3 separate regions of the Mus musculus genome follow, and regions 1 and 3 are each linked to region 2. A link is a contact called in public promoter capture Hi-C data. All regions are on one chromosome and are shown on one strand. Each heading gives the region's core, a stretch centred on a gene start, on an enhancer-like site or on the middle of the called end of the contact. The rest is flanking DNA. Distances are from core to core; before and after follow the strand shown.

Evidence for each region. Promoter capture Hi-C pulls out the DNA fragments that hold promoters and counts their contacts.
Region 1: a promoter capture Hi-C map of hippocampal neurons shows a contact between it and region 2, with 4 times the contacts expected there. The contact joins the enhancer-like site here to the promoter of 3830406C13Rik in region 2. A contact is called at or near these places in 5 of 39 promoter capture datasets (the 3T3-L1 cell line, frontonasal cranial neural crest, hippocampal neurons and 2 more).
Region 3: a contact with region 2 is called in a promoter capture Hi-C map of cranial neural crest. The contact joins the promoter of Slc4a7 here to the promoter of 3830406C13Rik in region 2.

The regions. Positions count from the first base shown.
Region 1 is chr14:9,328,995-9,331,694 of GRCm38.p6, reverse strand. No RefSeq gene overlaps it. Among named protein-coding and RNA genes, the nearest start is that of Gm41097, 120 kb to the left of the region's middle. Within about 2 kb of position 1,379, at least 20 of the 459 cell types and tissues checked have an H3K27ac peak or open chromatin away from gene starts, as enhancers often do. A contact at or near this core is called in hippocampal neurons, where this site is marked.
Region 2 is chr14:12,282,876-12,285,575 of GRCm38.p6, reverse strand. 3830406C13Rik (RIKEN cDNA 3830406C13 gene) reads right to left here and starts at 1,373. Exons shown (of 5, transcript NM_178141.3): 1 at 1,319-1,373; 2 at 108-191. The coding sequence starts at 160.
Region 3 is chr14:14,701,612-14,704,311 of GRCm38.p6, reverse strand. It overlaps Slc4a7 (solute carrier family 4, sodium bicarbonate cotransporter, member 7), which reads right to left and starts at 1,287. Exons shown (of 26, transcript NM_001360504.1): 1 at 1,032-1,287. The coding sequence starts at 1,079.

The DNA.
Region 1 (2,700 bases), core at 130-2,629, 3.0 Mb after region 2:
CCGCAGCAGGGGGTTGGTTTCTACAAATCACAGCAAAAGGCAAAATTGAGCAAGACCCTCTGTCTGTAGGGCAGGTTTCCCTGTTCCCAATTTATTGGGGATGACATTTCTGATAATGTCCTTATATTAAAACCTCATGTCCATATTTTAATTCTACCAGGATATCACAGTATAGCACATAATAAGAAAGTGCCATCAAGAAGGATTACCAAAAAGATATTGTACAACTTCAGTAGAGAGAAGGAGGGAGGGGGCAAAGGAGGGAGGGAAGGAGGGGACAATTTATAAAGAGATAAACTAACAATTTTTTTGTTCTTTTTGAAGTTGAGTGCTCATCCCATTAAGAGCGAGCAGTGTAGAACATCCTTTTTTTCTTTAAATGGGCTAGATATTAAATCTTTTCTTCTAGTGGATCAGACATCATTATATATCAACCAACTCAGGCACCTGCTGTGCCTGTGGGCCATGTTTGGGGAAACAGACACTGTCTTTTCTACTAAATGATACACTAACACAAGGCACAAAGGAAGGTTTTGTTCAGTCTCTTCTTGTCAAACCATAGGTCACACAACATCCAAGAAGAGCTAATCACAAAAATGACCAGGGGTTGGAGAGCTGGCTCAGGAAGTAAGATTTCTTAGTTAATACTTCAGGTTCAGATCCCAGCATGCATGTCCAGCTCACAACCATTTCTAACTTCAGTTCCAAGGAGTCTAGTGCTCTCTGTTGGAGTCCTTGGGTACTGCATGCATAGCATGCAGGCAAACACACACACATAAATTAAAAGCTTCTGAAAACTATGGCCAGACAGTACTGAAGATCACACAAAGAAATTCTCTGAATATTTTTATGATTGGTTATGAGCAGGAGGAAGAAAGAAACATTGTTTCCTTCCAGCTATATGGTGGTGTTTTTTGTTTTTGTTTTTGTTTTTAAAAACACAGACGACAGAAAAAAAACCTCACGGGTATTCTTATTCTGAGTTTCAGAGATAACAGTGAATTACAGAGAAGTCTTCACTCGGTGCTTTCCATTTTATGCAAGAACTGTCTTTAAGACACCTTGTAAATTTAGGATATTTTAAAATTATTTTTTAAATTTGCATACAAAGTAATGGATTTCACTGTTACACTTACATATCATTATACTGTGTTCTTATCTCTTCTCTCATTACTTTCCCCATGCCCTCCAGGCCCACGATCCTGCTAAGTTGTCCCCTCCTGCCTTCATATCTCACATATCCATTATTAATAAACCACTCGGAAGCTTCTGGTTAAAAGGAGGGAGTAATTCTTTGCACAGCAGAATCTACTTCCCTCTCTTCTCAGTGCTCTGACCCAGCAAAAATTACTGTCAACTATCTGTCCAGCTGAGGGATATCGATTCCCTGGTTGCCATGGCAACACATGAGTTGTCAGGTCTATGTGACTCTTATACTCAGTGCCTCATCTGTTCCTCCTGGTGTTGGATTTTGACACGTTTTAAACCTTAATTAGTTTATTTGATGGGACTTGCACATTTTATTTTTATACTAAGTAGCTATTGAAAACACAGTCATCCAGAGAACGGATCACAGAGGCAGAAATCGGTTTGCTGTCAGGCCAACCAGAGATGACAAGAGCAAGAAGGAAGGGGGAAGCGCAGACTCTCTTCCTGCTCTACAGTTGCTGAGGAAAATCAAAACAGTTTTTGCCATCTGTCACGAAGCATGGTGTGAAAATGATGAAGCTGTTCGTTTTGACGGCTAAGGCACACTCTGCCATGGTGATCAGATCACAATATTACCGCGTCACTGCAGGTTCAGATCAATGTTCGCTAATGCTGTTTTTCCAAGAGAATGCATGTCCATCTTAACTTACTTTCCAGTGAGGATGGCTTCTGAGCAACCCATTAAGAGACATAGTTAAGTGTGGAGGACAGTTCACCTGAGGTGTGCTTAAATGGCGTTGGGGATTGGAGGAGGAAGAAGCAGCCCCATAAAGCCCGGTCACCTGGAGCAACCTAACTGTAGAACAGCGTCTTCAAATATGGTTTACACAGCCCCGTGCTAAAATGGGGTGCAAAGAGCATCTCAGGGAAACCAAAACACACACACAAAAACTGTCTTGAAGTGCCTAAGAAACTGTTTTCCTCTGTTGGCCCCTTGTAGTGATGATGTGGCAGTCATCACAGTGAAACTGCTAAGTGTAGCAGGCAGGAAGGTGATTGGGGCTGAGAAGATCAAAGGGTATACACATGTGGAAAAAATGTCACACTAAAAAATATGTCACACTGAAATCTATTCTTCATTTGTATTAAGTCTTAAAAGAATTAAAGTAAAGGGGGGTAATCATGCCAAGGTCCATCCATGTGCACATACAGGGCCATACAGAAATGTGCATACATGCACACAGGACAAATTTCATTCAGGAATGTCTTTGTTGGGAGCTTAACATGATTTAGCTTTTAATTTGCTACTTGCAAATGCAAACCTTTTAAAATTCTCTGTGTAATAAAATAGATCAGTCACAGAGAACAATTTGCAACACATTTCCAATCATCCATTGTGAACTTTAAAGCAAAATTCAGAGTTCTGGGAAAATGTTAACATACATTTATGACAATATTTTTGACATTCATCATTTAAATGTGTCAACATTTAGAAGATCTCCAACAATTTCCAAACAGTCCACGAAGAATGCTATATAGGTAGGTACTATT
Region 2 (2,700 bases), core at 124-2,623:
ATGTCCTGTCAGAAAATGATACTTTCACATTTTTGTCTTCCTGTGCATGTTTCACTAATAAAGGTAACATACACTCTGTATTTGAAGTATCTTTTTCAAAAACTTACATTTCTTCATGTCTTTTAGAAAGGTGAATTTCTTGAGTAAACAAGGAAGCCATCTTTAATCAAAGCTGGGCTATAAGTTTTCTGCTAAATAATAAAAACATTTAGTTATCTTTACCCATGTGTTCAACTGTGCGATTTGGTTTTAGTACTGAAACAATACATTAATTCTCTCAAAAGAGAAAACTGACAATTTTATGTGTAATGTGAAAGAATGCACTCAAGCACATTTTTATTAATTTTTTTTTTTTTTTTTGCATTTGTCAAATTCACTCAAAACACCATGGATCAGGTAAACTCAAGACGCTTCATATCTGCTACCTCCACCCAAGCTCTAATCTTAAACAGAATTTCAACAAACAAACAGCCGGCACTAAGACTAATGGACATTTTAACAGAAAGAAAAAAAAAAACCTAAAAATTCAACACACACTCATAGACAGAAAGGCAAACACGTCTGAGGACCAACTGGGAACTCATGGTCTTGCCTTTAGCGGAAGACTGCTCAGTGCTACCATGACCCTTCCAAACAGGGGAAGTATTTTTACATGTGTAACTTAGGAAAAAGTCGATTAAGTCTGCCCGCCGCGTTCTAGCAAGTCAGCACTCGCGTTTGGAGACTTCCTATGGCACACTACACCAGGCACCACTCCCCTTGGCTAAAGTACTTGCACAAGTATAGATGGTGGGCTAATGACGTGCTCTGAACGCGCTAGGCTGAGCACACAAGCTAAAGGTGCCCCACCAAAGGGAGACACATCCAACACTGACATTCCGTGAAGGAGACTTCCCTAAACTTTCTGAAATTAAACGCCGCTCGCTCAGGATCGGATGGCGACCGGACGCCCGAGCTCTGGGTGCTCCGCACACTGCACAGGGGCCTGCCCGGCCCTTCAGCAGGCTCCTTCTCCGCCCAGGGCCCACCTCACGCCCGGCTTCCTCGCCTTCCTCCCGGCGAGGTTTGCAGCCGACCAGGGCAGCGTCCAGGCGCCCCTGGAAAGCCACTCCTGCCGCCTCTCTTCCTCTCCTTCGGGAGCAGTTCAAGAAAAACTCTGCCTTTTGAAGCGAGGAAGCGCCCAACGGCCACCCCAAGTCCCGCCTTTCGTCCCAGAAAACTCTGGAAAACCTTTCTGGTCACCTGGCTCCCCTCATTAGCTTCCTCCTCATCCCCCCCTTGCCTCAGGGGCTACGGGCTGTGACCACACTGCGCCCACCTCTGAGCTCTTCCGGGAACGCGCCATGGACGACGCCTGCGCAAGACCTGGGCGTGGTCAGGCAGCCATGTTTGCGTACTTTACGCTCCTGACGTCAGTCAGAGTCCCAGCTACTTGGCTTGGCTTGGCTCTGGCGCGGGTTCGAGCACCTCAGGGAGATGAGACTGTGGAAGATTCCCCAAAAGGGGCCTTAGAAACCTGGAAGAAGATGTGGTGATAGCTCAAGCTTTTAAAAAGTGGTCTCTGCATATGTTATAAAGTCTTCGGGGAGTACAGTTGGCTTCCTCCCTGTAACATATTCCTCCTTTGGAATGTTCCAGTGGGGGGGGGGGGGGGGGAAGGCGTGAGTGTTGTGGGGACTATCCAAAGACTTGTCATTAAGTTTGTTCATCCGAGGCCTGCAGAGCAGCCTCTAGGTCGCACACAGATCAACACAGCAAGTTCACAGCCTTGTGTTGTTTAGCCCACAGCACTCCTCCCATGTGCAGAAGTGTACCCTTACGCTTCATTTTATTCCTTGAAATAACTTTGTGAGCGAGTAGTTCTGTTTATTCTTTGCTTATAGATAGAGATATGGAAGAGTGATAAAGTCTTAACTAAGAGTTGCACAGCTGGTAAAGGGTAAACAGAACACATTTAAGTGAGTTTTTCCTCCTAGGTTACCTACATTAAATGTAGCACCGAATTTAGACACTTTGAACTCAGTGTGTCCTTTATTTTGAAAGCCTCTTTTCTACACACTTAGGTATCTTCACTTCTTTACTTCTAGGGCAAGGTCTCACTATGTAGACCTGGCTAGTCCTTTAAATCACAGGACATACCTCTGCCTCTCTGCCTCTCTGCCTCTCTGCCTCTCCCCCTCTCTGCCTCTCTGCCTCTGGTCCTGGGAGTAAAGGCATGGACTATGATACTTGGCTCTTCCTATCTTATAATGCTACTCTCTCAATAGAGGTATTATTTCATTCTCAGTGTGGGACTTCCCACTTCCCCAGCCACATTTTTTTTTTCCACAACAAAAGAACATTTTGTGTTTTGTAAAGTTCCCTTTAAATTTTGGTATGTGTTTGTGTGTGAGTGTGTGTGTGTGTGTGTGTTGGGATGGTATGCTACAATGTATATAGGTGTCCTCAAAGGGCAGAATAGAGATTTAGATCCCCTTGAGACTCTTTATTTGATTGTTGTGATGAGAACTCTTGTCCTCTGTAAGAACAGCCAGAACTCATAACTGCTGGATCCATCTCTCTCCAGCATCAAGAAAAATATTTTTGACTTTGGTTTCCTATTGTGCATTTTCTAACTGGATGAGTGAAATTTCTCCTGATTTTGAAGCACTGTAACCTGTGCTTGGCAGATCTGTTGTTAAACTGCTTCACACCCTCCCT
Region 3 (2,700 bases), core at 38-2,537, 2.4 Mb before region 2:
ATAGTCTTGGAGAAGGTCCTGAAGGTTCATTCAAAGGCCATAAAAAGAATCCTAAGGAGTTTCCAGTACTTCATCACTGTGACCCATCAAACCCATAACCACTACAGAACTTCACAGTCTTAAGACCGAAGTTTTCCTTTATATTTAAAGAGTTTATATTTGAATACTGTGAAGTAATGAATGATCACCGCCCACGGCCTCCACAATAACTTTTAAAGTAACGAGAGGAGGGAGCCTTAAGGAAAATTCTACCAAAAAAAAAAAAAAAAAAAAAAAAAAACCGGCAAAATGTCCTTTTCCTTGTTTTGAAAAGACTGGAAAATTCATCCCTGCAACCTTCCCTCCCATTTCACTGGTCAGAGTAAAAATTGGAAGTAGGAAAATTAGTACCACCACATCCTTTGAGTCAGAGACTCTGAAAGGAGAAAGCAGTTTCTTCTGTAGGGCACATACACGTTCCTGTTTCTAGAGAACGGGCCACTTGTGTGCCCCCCGCCCCCTCCCCCGTTTAAATGAGAGCCCAGTTTCTGCGCGTCCCAAGTCCGCCCTTACTCAGGCTGCTTGCACTGGGAAAGCGGGATCGGCTGGACTGGGGACGCGCGGCGCAGAGCACTGGGGTCTCTCTCGGTCCATTCTCTTTCTATGGAGCCCGGAGGAGGACACTGCACTCACGGTGCTTCTCCTGGGCCTGCGACCCAACACGCCACAGAGCGCCGGCCCCGACGGCCGGTCCCGACTCCGGCCACAGGCTGAAGGCGGCGGCGGCGGCAGGAACAGCAGCCTGGGCTGAAGGACGGCAGCGTCCACGCGGCGGGAGAACACGGCTCCCGGAGCCGCGCGTCTGAGAGCCGGGCACTGCGGCGGCGGACACGCGTCCTCGGGAGAGGCGTCCCCGAGGGCTCGAAGCCGGCCGTCCCCTGCGACCCCCGCCACACAAAGGCGACGGCGGCGCGCGGCCGCCAGCATAGGCCGCCGGCAGCCCCGCCGCGACGCCGCCTTTGTCTGCGGGCCTCGGCCTCCCCGCTCCTTACCCGCGTGAGTAGCGGTCTCATCTGCTCGCCGGCCCCGTCTGCCTCCATGGCCCGCCCCGGAGCTCTGAGAGGCCGCGACCGCAGCAGAGACGGGCACGCGGAGGGAGACCCTGTGCGGAGCGCTGGCCGCCGAGAGCTGGCCCCGGAGTGCGGCGACCGCTGCGAGCGCGGGACGTTCTCCGGGAGAGAGAGGCAACGGCGTGCCGCGAGGACTGAGACGGGCAGAGGACGCGGCGCGGAGGAGGCAGCGGCGCCCGGGCGGGGGCGGGGCGGGGGGCGGGGCTGGGGGGCGGGGGCGGGGGCGGGGGCGGGGCGCGCTCCGGCACGCCCCCCCCGGAGCACGCCCCCTGCCTGTTAGGCACCAGGTCCGGCGTCGAGCGACCGCCTCCAGTGGCTAAGGGGCTTGGAGGTAGGGCGGAGACAAAAGAAGACAGACATTCGTATCAGCCAATCAGCAGCTCGGAAGGGTCTGTCGCCTCCCCCGCCCCCCAGGTCAGTTTCCCGGAGGCCCCGCCCCTCTTTGTAAAGACTTAATTGACCGAGGCTGAGAGTGGAACTCGGTTTTTCGAATCGGAAGTTCTACAGACTTTCGAAGTGGAATGGGGTCATCACCCCATTCAGCTCCTCACCACGTGTTTTACAAGCAGGAGAGAAACAGGACGACGCCAGATTCATTCTCTGCCTCTGCAAGTTTCTCTCCTAGAGGTAACTCTATCGTGGACCCTGTAAAAGAGGGGATACATTTAGCAACTTGCCTAGTGCACTCCCTGCACTGGCCTAGTTCCACAACCTGTCCCACTCTTGGGTCGACCCTATAGGTAGGGTGCTTGTCTACTATCTACCTGGGTGTGGAGGTGATGGTCTCCATCACAAATGGACATTGAAGGATTAAATACATTTCTGTCCCTCTGTGAAGGTGTGTCACTTGTGGTGTGCTTATCACTATTGTTAACAGGTTGTTGATAAAGACAATAAAAGAGCCGGGCAGTGGTGCCGCACGCCTTTAATCCCAGCACTTGGGAGGCAGAGGCAGGAGGATTTCTGAGTTCTAGGCTAGCCTGGTCTACAGAGTGAGTTCCAGAACAGCCAGGGCTACACAGAGAAACCCTGTCTCAAGAAAAAAAAAAAAAAAAAGACAATAAAAGGTTGAGCTGAGAAAATCTAAATTCGATTATGAAAGGAAATACTTATCATCAGGTCAAGACTCATCCCTAACCCATTATCAATAAATAGCAAAGTGTACTGGGTACTGCTTTGGGTCCCAGACCCCTCCTGGCTTTGTTCTAAATTTCCCAGAGAGGTACAGGGCAGGCTCACACACGACTGTCCAAGAACAGGTGTGCTTCCATTAATAACAGCTACCATTTGAAAAGATCTAGAATTACAGACAGTGACATTTTGCAAATATGGCCCCTCTTTAATCCACACAATACTATAAAGTATATTTGTGTGTGATTTGACTGTGTCCCCTAAAAAACTGTATTGGAAACTTAATCCCCAATGCAATGGTGTTGGGTATTTAGGACACAAGGCCTTTAGGAGTTCATGAGCACATTATAAACCATGGGTCTGGAACTGCAAAGGTGTCCCTTGCTCTCTCACAAATGTCCATCAGACCTTCTGCTCTCAGATTCGGGTAGACAGGAAGAAGTCTCTCTCATGAAATGCA